2 separate regions of the Mus musculus genome follow, and region 1 is linked to region 2. The links are chromatin contacts, called in public HiChIP or PLAC-seq maps. All regions are on one chromosome and are shown on one strand. The core of a region is the stretch at or near the end of the contact, and the rest is flanking DNA. Distances in the headings are between cores, read along the strand shown. Region 1 overlaps Wnt7a (wingless-type MMTV integration site family, member 7A). Region 2 overlaps Iqsec1 (IQ motif and Sec7 domain 1).

The links. HiChIP or PLAC-seq counts read pairs in DNA pulled down with a chosen protein or histone mark.
Region 1: an HNF4G HiChIP or PLAC-seq map of pancreatic cancer cells shows a contact between it and region 2. The contact joins two enhancer-like sites. A contact is called at or near these places in 2 of 39 promoter capture datasets (embryonic stem cells and hippocampal neurons), 1 of 15 datasets of contacts at CTCF or cohesin (embryonic stem cells), 1 of 484 Hi-C or Micro-C datasets (nephron progenitors) and 4 of 115 datasets of contacts at active chromatin or transcription factors (embryonic forebrain, forebrain, neural tube and 1 more).

Annotation. Positions count from the first base shown.
Region 1 is chr6:91,398,719-91,402,832 of GRCm38.p6, forward strand. The region is part of intron 2 of Wnt7a (wingless-type MMTV integration site family, member 7A); the gene reads right to left. Among named protein-coding and RNA genes, the nearest start is that of Gm30437, 11 kb to the right of the region's middle. Within about 2 kb of position 2,108, at least 36 of the 459 cell types and tissues checked have an H3K27ac peak or open chromatin away from gene starts, as enhancers often do. A contact at or near this core is called in pancreatic cancer cells, where this site is marked.
Region 2 is chr6:90,746,918-90,751,262 of GRCm38.p6, forward strand. The region is part of intron 1 of Iqsec1 (IQ motif and Sec7 domain 1); the gene reads right to left. Among named protein-coding and RNA genes, the nearest start is that of Iqsec1, 61 kb to the right of the region's middle. Within about 2 kb of position 2,889, at least 76 of the 459 cell types and tissues checked have an H3K27ac peak or open chromatin away from gene starts, as enhancers often do. A contact at or near this core is called in pancreatic cancer cells, where this site is marked.

The sequences.
Region 1 (4,114 bases), core at 858-3,357, 650 kb after region 2:
CCATTGCATACACTAGCAAGCGTTTGCTGAAAGGACCCTGATATAGCTGTCTCTTGTGAGACTAGGCCGGGGCCTAGCAAACACAGAAGTGGATGCTCACAGTCAGCTATTGGATGGATCACAGGGCCCCCAATGGAGGAGCTAGAGAAAGCAACCAAAGAGCTAAAGAGATCTGCAACCCTGTAGGTGCAACAACATTATGAACTAACCAGTACCCCAGAGCTCTTGACTCTAGCTGCATATGTATCAAAAGATGGCCTAGTCGGCCATCACTGGAAAGAGGCCCATTGGACACGCAAACTTTATATGCCCCAGTACAGGGGAACGCCAGGGCCAAAAAGTGGGAATGGGTGGGTAGGGGAGTGGGGGGGTATGGGGGACTTTTGGGATAGCATTGGAAATGTAATTGAGGAAAATACGTAATAGAAAAAAAAAAGAAGTTCTGAGAGGTTCCTTCAGCTCCTGCAACAATGGTGGATGGGATCGGATGGCACCTCATTGATACAGAGTATGTCAAATCTTCAGAAATGGGCTGCAGGTGAGGCTGTGTCTGAACACCTTGCCGAGAAGGACAAACCAAGGCAACCTACCTCTGAGAGGCAGACTGGCCCTTGTTACCCCTTTCACAGAAGGCAGATCATGAGGCCCAGACACAAGCCCTGACAGCTGGGCTGCAGGGTATGACCCACTCTCCTGTGGCTCCTGGCTCTTATTCCAGCCCACCAATTCACAGCCCACCTCTCCACCAGACCTTCCACACATCTGGTAAGTGGGTGCCAGCTCGGCTGAAGCTGTCCCCTGTGGTGATGAATCTGACCTGAAGTACCAGTAGCTGAAGAAAGGTCTTCATCCAAACAGTGACCTCTGTCATCTCAGCCAAGCATGTGCCCAGCCCCTGCCCTCAGTGAACATTTCCTGAGCACCTACTGTGTGCTAGGCACTGTGCTGCAGGCTGGATGAACTAAGATGTGGGATTCAGGTGTGGCTCTGCCTTTGCAAGAAGACAGAAAGCAGATTACATCACTCTGTCAGCTGAGGACTTCAAGGAAAAATAAAAACACCCCAGTGACAAGAACTGGGGCTGTCAGAGTTTGAAAGTTCTGTGAGGAGAAGAGTCTCCCAGACAGGGGCACCCAGACCATGTCTTTGGCTGGTGTGGACCAGGTGAGCCAGGGATGCAGAGGAGGAGACGGAGTAGGTAACATAGGGAGTCCTGCTGAGTGTCAGAATCCTGTCTTGAGCAGAGCCTTCTCCTGTCCCTAGAGTCAAAGAAGTGACTCCCAGAGCCACAGACAGAAGGAAAGCCTGCCTGAGGTCACCCATGACTCCAGAGACCAGACTAGAACCAGCCCCTGGGCCCCCATCGAGGAATCCCCTCCCTCCCTTCCACCTTACCCTCGAATCTCACTGGCCACATATCAGGGGTTTCTACACAGAAACCCGGGGAAGCAAGCCAAAGTGTCTCCATTTCAGCCTGGGTGACAGGGTGCTTGCCATCCATTCCCACTACTCCACACTTAGCTGGGTGACTCTGAGCCCACACCCTGAGTCCCTGAGCCTCAACATTCCCATCTGCGAACTTAGAACCCAGGAGGCCACTGGCAGGCTGCCCTGAAGACCAGTGAGGCTCCTCAGGAGCCTCTAGGAGAATGTTAGCAAGGGGATGGGGGCAGGGGGTAAATGTTCCTGGAGAGGTGAGCCAGAGCCTGGTTGACGCCCTCTGTGTTCGGCTCCATAGCAGTCCCATGGGGACAGAGGAAATGAGCCCTGTCCAAGCTGGCCCCAAAGATTCCATCCTCCGCCCTTTGCGATCGCTGCCCGTGGTTTGCACCGGAATATTATCTGGGTGTATTTACGGTATCTCACTGGAAACCACAGAGTGCATTGTAGATTTTTTTTTCTCTCTTTTGCTATTTAAAGCCTACGGGTCAGAGAATGAGCAGTCTACAGTGACACCAGCAGAAACGTCCGGTGATCGGGAAAACAGGCAGATGGAAAAAGGTTGCTCTCGCCAGACTGGTGTGATAGCTGTTCACAGCCCAGTGTTCTGCCACACGGTAGTTAGGAGAGGCTCCCTGCATAGCCAGGTGATGTAAGGGTTAGGAATCATGTGTGGGAGGCTGAGTCAGGTGTAGAGACAGGAGACAGGAATGGGGAAAGGATGGATTCACTCCACTCTAACCTGCTGCTCCAATCCCCAATCCAGGGAAGGAGACTCTGTCTGTGGGTTCTCCTTCCTACAGAGTCAGGCCACGGCACACTGCTAACTGTCCCCCAATGGTCACCATCCATCCACTATGACTCTTCCCTAAGTGCCTTTCTGCCACTCTATGAGGCACCATAAATGTATCCAGGTGGTTTCAAAGCAGGACCCAGAGCCTGGGTAACCTGGGGTCACAGCCTGGCTCTGCTTTCTGGCATGGCAAGACCCCGTGAGAGTTAACTTTTCATTTCTGTACTATGAATTATGAACAATTTTCCTGAAGAGGTTGTTAGGAGCCTGACCCACACCTGGCAGGTATCAGTAAATACCTCAAAGCAGAGGCATTGTTGGCTAGAGTGGCATCTACCATGACATAGCTGCAGTGTCCTCATTTCTGAGGCCCTTCCTAATGTCCTCTCCCTTCATTTGTGGGCAGCACTTTATCCATATGCATTTTTTACTGACTTGAGTTTTCTTTCTCTCCCCATGAGGTTGTGGGGACCTAAGATTATTGACCTATGAAATCTCCAGGTTGAATGAATGACTGTGGGAAAGTGATTGTGTGAGTGTGCATGTACAAGTGTGTGTGTGTGTGTGTGTGTGTGTGTGTGTGTGTGTGTGTGTGTGTGTGTTGGACTGTCTACCATAGGGAAGCTGGGAAGACCATGCAACAAAAAGCTCATCTCAAAGAATAGTGTCAGGAGAGCGAAAATCCAGGATGAACTGAGGCTTGCAAAAAAAAAAAAAATGCAAACGAGACAAAAAGCCCTTTGTTGGCTGTGTTCTAAGCGAGAATGGGTAAAGAAAAGGGCTTTTGCTTGGGCAAGATGGCGCATTGTTAAGAAAGGCAGAGAGAAAGTGGAGCTGGCCGCCCCTCTCTCTATCTCCCTCCCTGGAAAGGACTTCCCATCCATCCTGCCAAGCAGCCAAACACTGCTCCACTTTCACAGGCTGTGGGTAAAAGACAGAGCCTTTTGGGGACCTGTAGGGGTTCTCAGGCAAGGGATGTGGATAGTCCCCTCCAGTAAAGAAGTGCAAGGCTCAAACAACTACCCCAGGGAGAAAGGATGACACACTCTTGGGAGCAATGCATCAGAGTTTTCCAAGCACTAGACAGAGGCGGGTGGACCTGAGGCTGAGTCCTAGGTCATGTGTGCCCATCCCTGGAAAAATTCTGCAGGAGGGTACCAAATCAGAGGCCATGAGCATTTGGAAAGGAATGTAGCAGCCCCTGAGCACATGATGGGAAACCACCAATTCTTTGTTGATAATGCTGGCGACATAGCAAATTTCTGAGTGTACAAAGAATGTGATTACCACCCAACATCCTGATCAAATCTCTTGGACAGCTCCCTGTCAGAGCAGAACCTTTGGATGTGATGGGCAGAACCTTTCCATGGGAAGGCTGGGAATGACAGAACACGCCTGTAACCATAGCCCTTGGGAGTGGAGAGAAGTTTAACACCGTCCTCAGCCGCATAGTGTGTTTAAAGCCAGCCTGGGCTAAATGAAACCATGTCTCAAAAATAAAGGAAAACAAAACAAAGAACCACCTGGGATCCCTGGTTCTCCCTTTCTCTCTGAAGCCTCCTTGCCATCCCTGTGCATCAGCCCAGCATCCTGCTGGCCCAGCATCTCTAGAATCCAGGATCCTATATGAGTCACAATAGCACTGATCAGCCATCCCTGCCACCACCCCCCCATCCTGTCCTGACCAGCCCCTACTTCAGGTGGCCTTGTAGGCAGTTCTGTGTTACAGACCTTGTAGCCCTCCACTTACAGTGTACTTCAATCCTGGCTTTATCTGTTCCCATCAGATGGTAAGAGTACCAGGTCAGAGCCTGTGGCTGACTAGGGTATTGCTCACCAGCTTTTATTGCAGAGATTCTATCTGTGGGACAGGTGAGTGTA
Region 2 (4,345 bases), core at 1,639-4,138:
CCCCACAGAGAGCCCCTTCAGTCAGTGCTCAGCCCAGGTAGTCACTTTGGAGGTTAAGTGGCCAGCACAGGGCCTGGGTGGTGATGAAGGCATGCAGACCAAGGACAGGGCTGACAGTCAGTGCCAAGCCTTTTTTCTCCTTCTATTTCTTAGCATGTGGCCACCGAGCTCTCATCATGTGACGCAGAAATGGAGGTTTTAATTTGATCTTATATAAGTATCAACGTAGGACTATTGACTAATAGCCTCAGCAGTTGCACTGAAGAAACTGAAGAGTGAAGCTGCCCTAGAGGTGAGTGGCTCTTAAGATGCTCTACCCATCCTGCTGGGGACCTGGGGTTCCCCTCCTCCCAGCAGAAGCCGCAGCACCTGGCACTGACACACCTTGCTGGGCATCCAATGCTGCTGAGTGGAGTAGCACACAGAACAGACATGCTAAGGTTTGAGTGACTGAAGTGTAATCTCACCAGGATAACATTTAGTTTTGTGAGCAAAACTTGCAGAGTCTGTGTGATACAAGGCTCCAGCAGCACCCTACTGAAAGGTATCCCACAACAGCAAACTATGGCCACAGATCCCCCTCCTAGCATCCGTATCTCCCCATGGTGGGAGCTGGCCTGTCCAACAACCTGAGGTGGGGCCAAGGTATAGAATGTGGAAGAAGTTCTAGTCATAATGGACCCCTGGGCTAGGTCTGGGAGCTTGTGGCACATACCTCTCTGCATAGTGCCCTATGAATGTAGATTCAGAAGACAGAGGCTTGCATGCCTTTAGGAGAACACACAGGGTGGGAGAGGGGGGCACAGTGTGAAGAGGCTCATCTGCCACTGAGAGTCCATGTGGAAGTTGACAAGGAAAAAATTCTGAGATGGCCTAGACTTAGTTGCAAGACCAGAAGATAGGAGAAAGGTTTGAGTAAAACAAAATGACTAGCACCCCCAGCAACCACAAACTGCTCCATACTCCTATGTTGAAACCCTAAGCACTAAGCCCAGGGTGTATCTCAATGGCAGAGCACTTACTGGGCATGCCCATGACTCCAGTACCACAAAAAGTACCCCCCCCAACACACGTTGGGGAGGAGAATCATAGGGTACATTCCACCCTATTTCACCTTCCCTCACCCAGAAGCAAAGGATTCCTTTATGGACTGTCTTCCAGCCCCAAGGCGTTCCACTCTCTGCCTGTTGTCGTTCCCCTCCCCATCCTAATCCTAGCCACCGTGGGTTCCACTTCACACTCCTAAGCAAGACTCTCAGTTTTGGTCCGGTGGATGGTTTCCACCTGCCTCCTTGACCTGTGGCTGATGTTCTGGGAACTCACCCCAGGACCTAGCTCTACAAGTCCTTTTATGGCAGAGATTCTTCTTTCCTCTCAAGAGTTGAGGTGCAGTAAGGGATCCAAGAGGCTCTGCTAAAAGATACTATCTCTGGCCATGTTTGTTGGGCTGCCTCTTGCCTTCTAATCTATCTGGCCTCCCTGGGAGACCAGCAGAAACTGGCAGATCCCCTAACCCACAGACCCCACATCACAGACCACTGCTATTTCAAGCCATAGCACCATACAGCTTGTTACATAGCAACAGTTAGCACTTGAGAATTCACCACTGACTTCCTGTGGTGCCTATACCAGGGTACCTGTTTGTAGAGCTGAGACCCTGAAGCATGGGCTCTGCTTTGGGCCAAGAGCAGTCTCCACAATCCCAGGGAACTCAAAAGTTTTCAAATAAACCATAGACCCACATGGTCAGAGGGAGGGAACTGGGGAAGATGCTGGGATTGTTCTCTGAGTCTAGCTCCAGCCGACATACAGATGAATTTCTGATGGGCAGTAGCCTCATGGCCAACTTTTCCTGGAGCCTTCCAAGTAAATGACACAGTGTGTGTCCTAATGGGAATCTTTGTCCATCTCAAAGAAATGAAGAAACAGAAATGAAGAGGCTGGAGACCCTGCCTACAGTCACTCTTCCAAAGATTTGTCTTCCTCTGGTCTTCCCTGAAATGGTAGATACCCTTCCAGTTCACAGCTGTGTGCATGAGAAGAGGCTAGAAGAGGTGAGGGATATGAGGGTGTGTCATCATACCCATATTTCTGACTTACTGAGCTTGCAGGGGACACTGACCACTCTGAAGAAGGCTGGGAGCTGCTAGCAAAGGGCCATCTTCCAGGCAGACCAGATGGATAGCAGCTCTGGGTCTGGTAGGGACTAGCTCTCAGATGATCTTGCAGATGAGGGAGAGGTAAGGCTATCAGCTGCAGCCAGAAGGAAGGCATGGAAACAATGAGCTCAGCTTGATATGAAATACTGAAGTCTCTTTTAAGTCAGTGTTTGGGATACACACCCTCAACCTCAAAGGAAAGGTAAGTTCTGGATTCCAATTCTGATGCTGCTACTTCCCAGAATTCAGAAAAGAATTCTGGCAACACACCTGGCTGCCTCAGTTTCCCCAGCTGCAAAACAAAGTTAAAGCCAGTACTGGCAGTGTGGGCCTAGAGTCCAGCCACTTGAGAACTGAAGAATCACCAAGCCCAAGACTAGACTGGGCTATAGAAAGTATTCGAGGCCAGTCTGAATAAGTTAGTGAGATCCTGTCTCAAAAAGCAAAAAGAGATAGCTGAGCATGGTGCTCAGTGGTAGAGCACTAACCTATGATACATGAGGCCCTCAATTTAATCCCCACTGCTGAAAAGACAAAACCAAAACCAAAACCAAAACCAGATGCCAATAAAGAGATGAGATTTGCACCCATGCTTTCAGGATTTGTCGTGAGAAATCAATGAGGCAATTTTTTGCAGCTTGGCCTCAAACCCAAAGTAATTTTCCTCCCTCAACTTCCAAAGCATTTGGTGAGTCATCAACGCCCGAGACTCCAGTGAAGCTGTGGCTGGACTAGTCCTTATACAGATGAGAGCTAGATGCACATCCAACAGTCCTTGATAGCTCTGGCCTGTCCTAGCTATGGACAAGGCTAAGAGAAAAGCATGGCTTGAGCCCAGAAAAGAAGGTAGAGGAAAATGGAGACAGGAAGAGAAGAGAAAAGAGCCAGGCCTGGTAGTACAGGGAGGACAAAAGGAACGACAGGAATGTGAGGTCATGTGGCCAGTGGTAGTGCTTACCTACCATGCCTAGGGCCCTGGGTTCTACTTTCAGCACTGTAAAAAATAAAAATAAAAATAAAAATAAAATATGAAAACAAAACCCAATTCCAGGTTTTCCACATTCTTTCTAGAGGCCCCTTAACCCTGCCCTGCCCTGCCCCTACCCTTCACTTCTCCCTAGTGACCCAGTGGGTGGAGTTCACCCTTATCTCTGCCATGTCTCTGAAAGCAGATGAAGCAACAGGATTAAAGCTGAGGCTGAGCTGACCCGCCTCTCTGTGTTCTGGGTCCCACCCCTTACCTCATCCCTTTGGCCTGGAGCTTATCATGTTCTGCTTGTTTTAAGTACCCAGCTTGCCCCACTCCCCCTCAAACACTCTCACAGGACCTCTATCTAACATGATGTTTCTCAACCTAATGCTGAGACCGTTTCATACAGTTCCTCATGTTGTGGTAACTCCAACTATAAAACAATTTTCATTGCTACTTCATAATTATAATTTTGATACTGTTATGAATCATCATGTAAATATCTGTGTTTTCTGATGATCTTAGGTGACCCCTATAAAAGGATCATTCAACCCTCAAGGGGTCCTGACACATGTTGAAAAACTCTGCTTTACGTGATGACTGAACGAGTCTGATCTCCACTACCCCCCCAACCTCTCCCCACCCTCCCCAGTACAGCTCTTTGCTGTCCCCTTCACCTTTAGTCTGGGACTCCAGGGCCAGCCAGGTTACCTCCCTATCACTGTAGCTAGAGTGTGGTCCTCTTCCAGTCTGTGCTGAGGGAACAAGGTGAGCACTATCCAACAGTGGAGTGGCTCCAGATTCTGTGCCCAACCAGACACCCTCCTTTTTGGGGATACTGCTGGAAGTTCCCAGTCCCTCTGTCCTTAGAACCCGAATCCCCAGCTGGTCCTTCATCCAGTGGCTTCCTTGATCTTGGACTCAGGTCCCCTGTGACCACCCAAGAAGTCATTCAAAACCACACAGCCACATTTCACTCTGTGGTCCATTTCCTGAGCCCCAGATATTCCAAGAGGAAGGCGTTCCACTACCCTTGCCCCCTCCACCACCACCACCTCTACTCTGGGCCAAACACACAGAGGGCACTTAGGAGATATTCGCTAGGTACACTGTTGGCCAGATAACAACTCACTCAGCTGAGCTCATGGAACAGGAAGGTGGTGGTGAGGAAGATGCTTAGGTACCCACCCTGACAGGCAGGCAAATCCATCTGGGC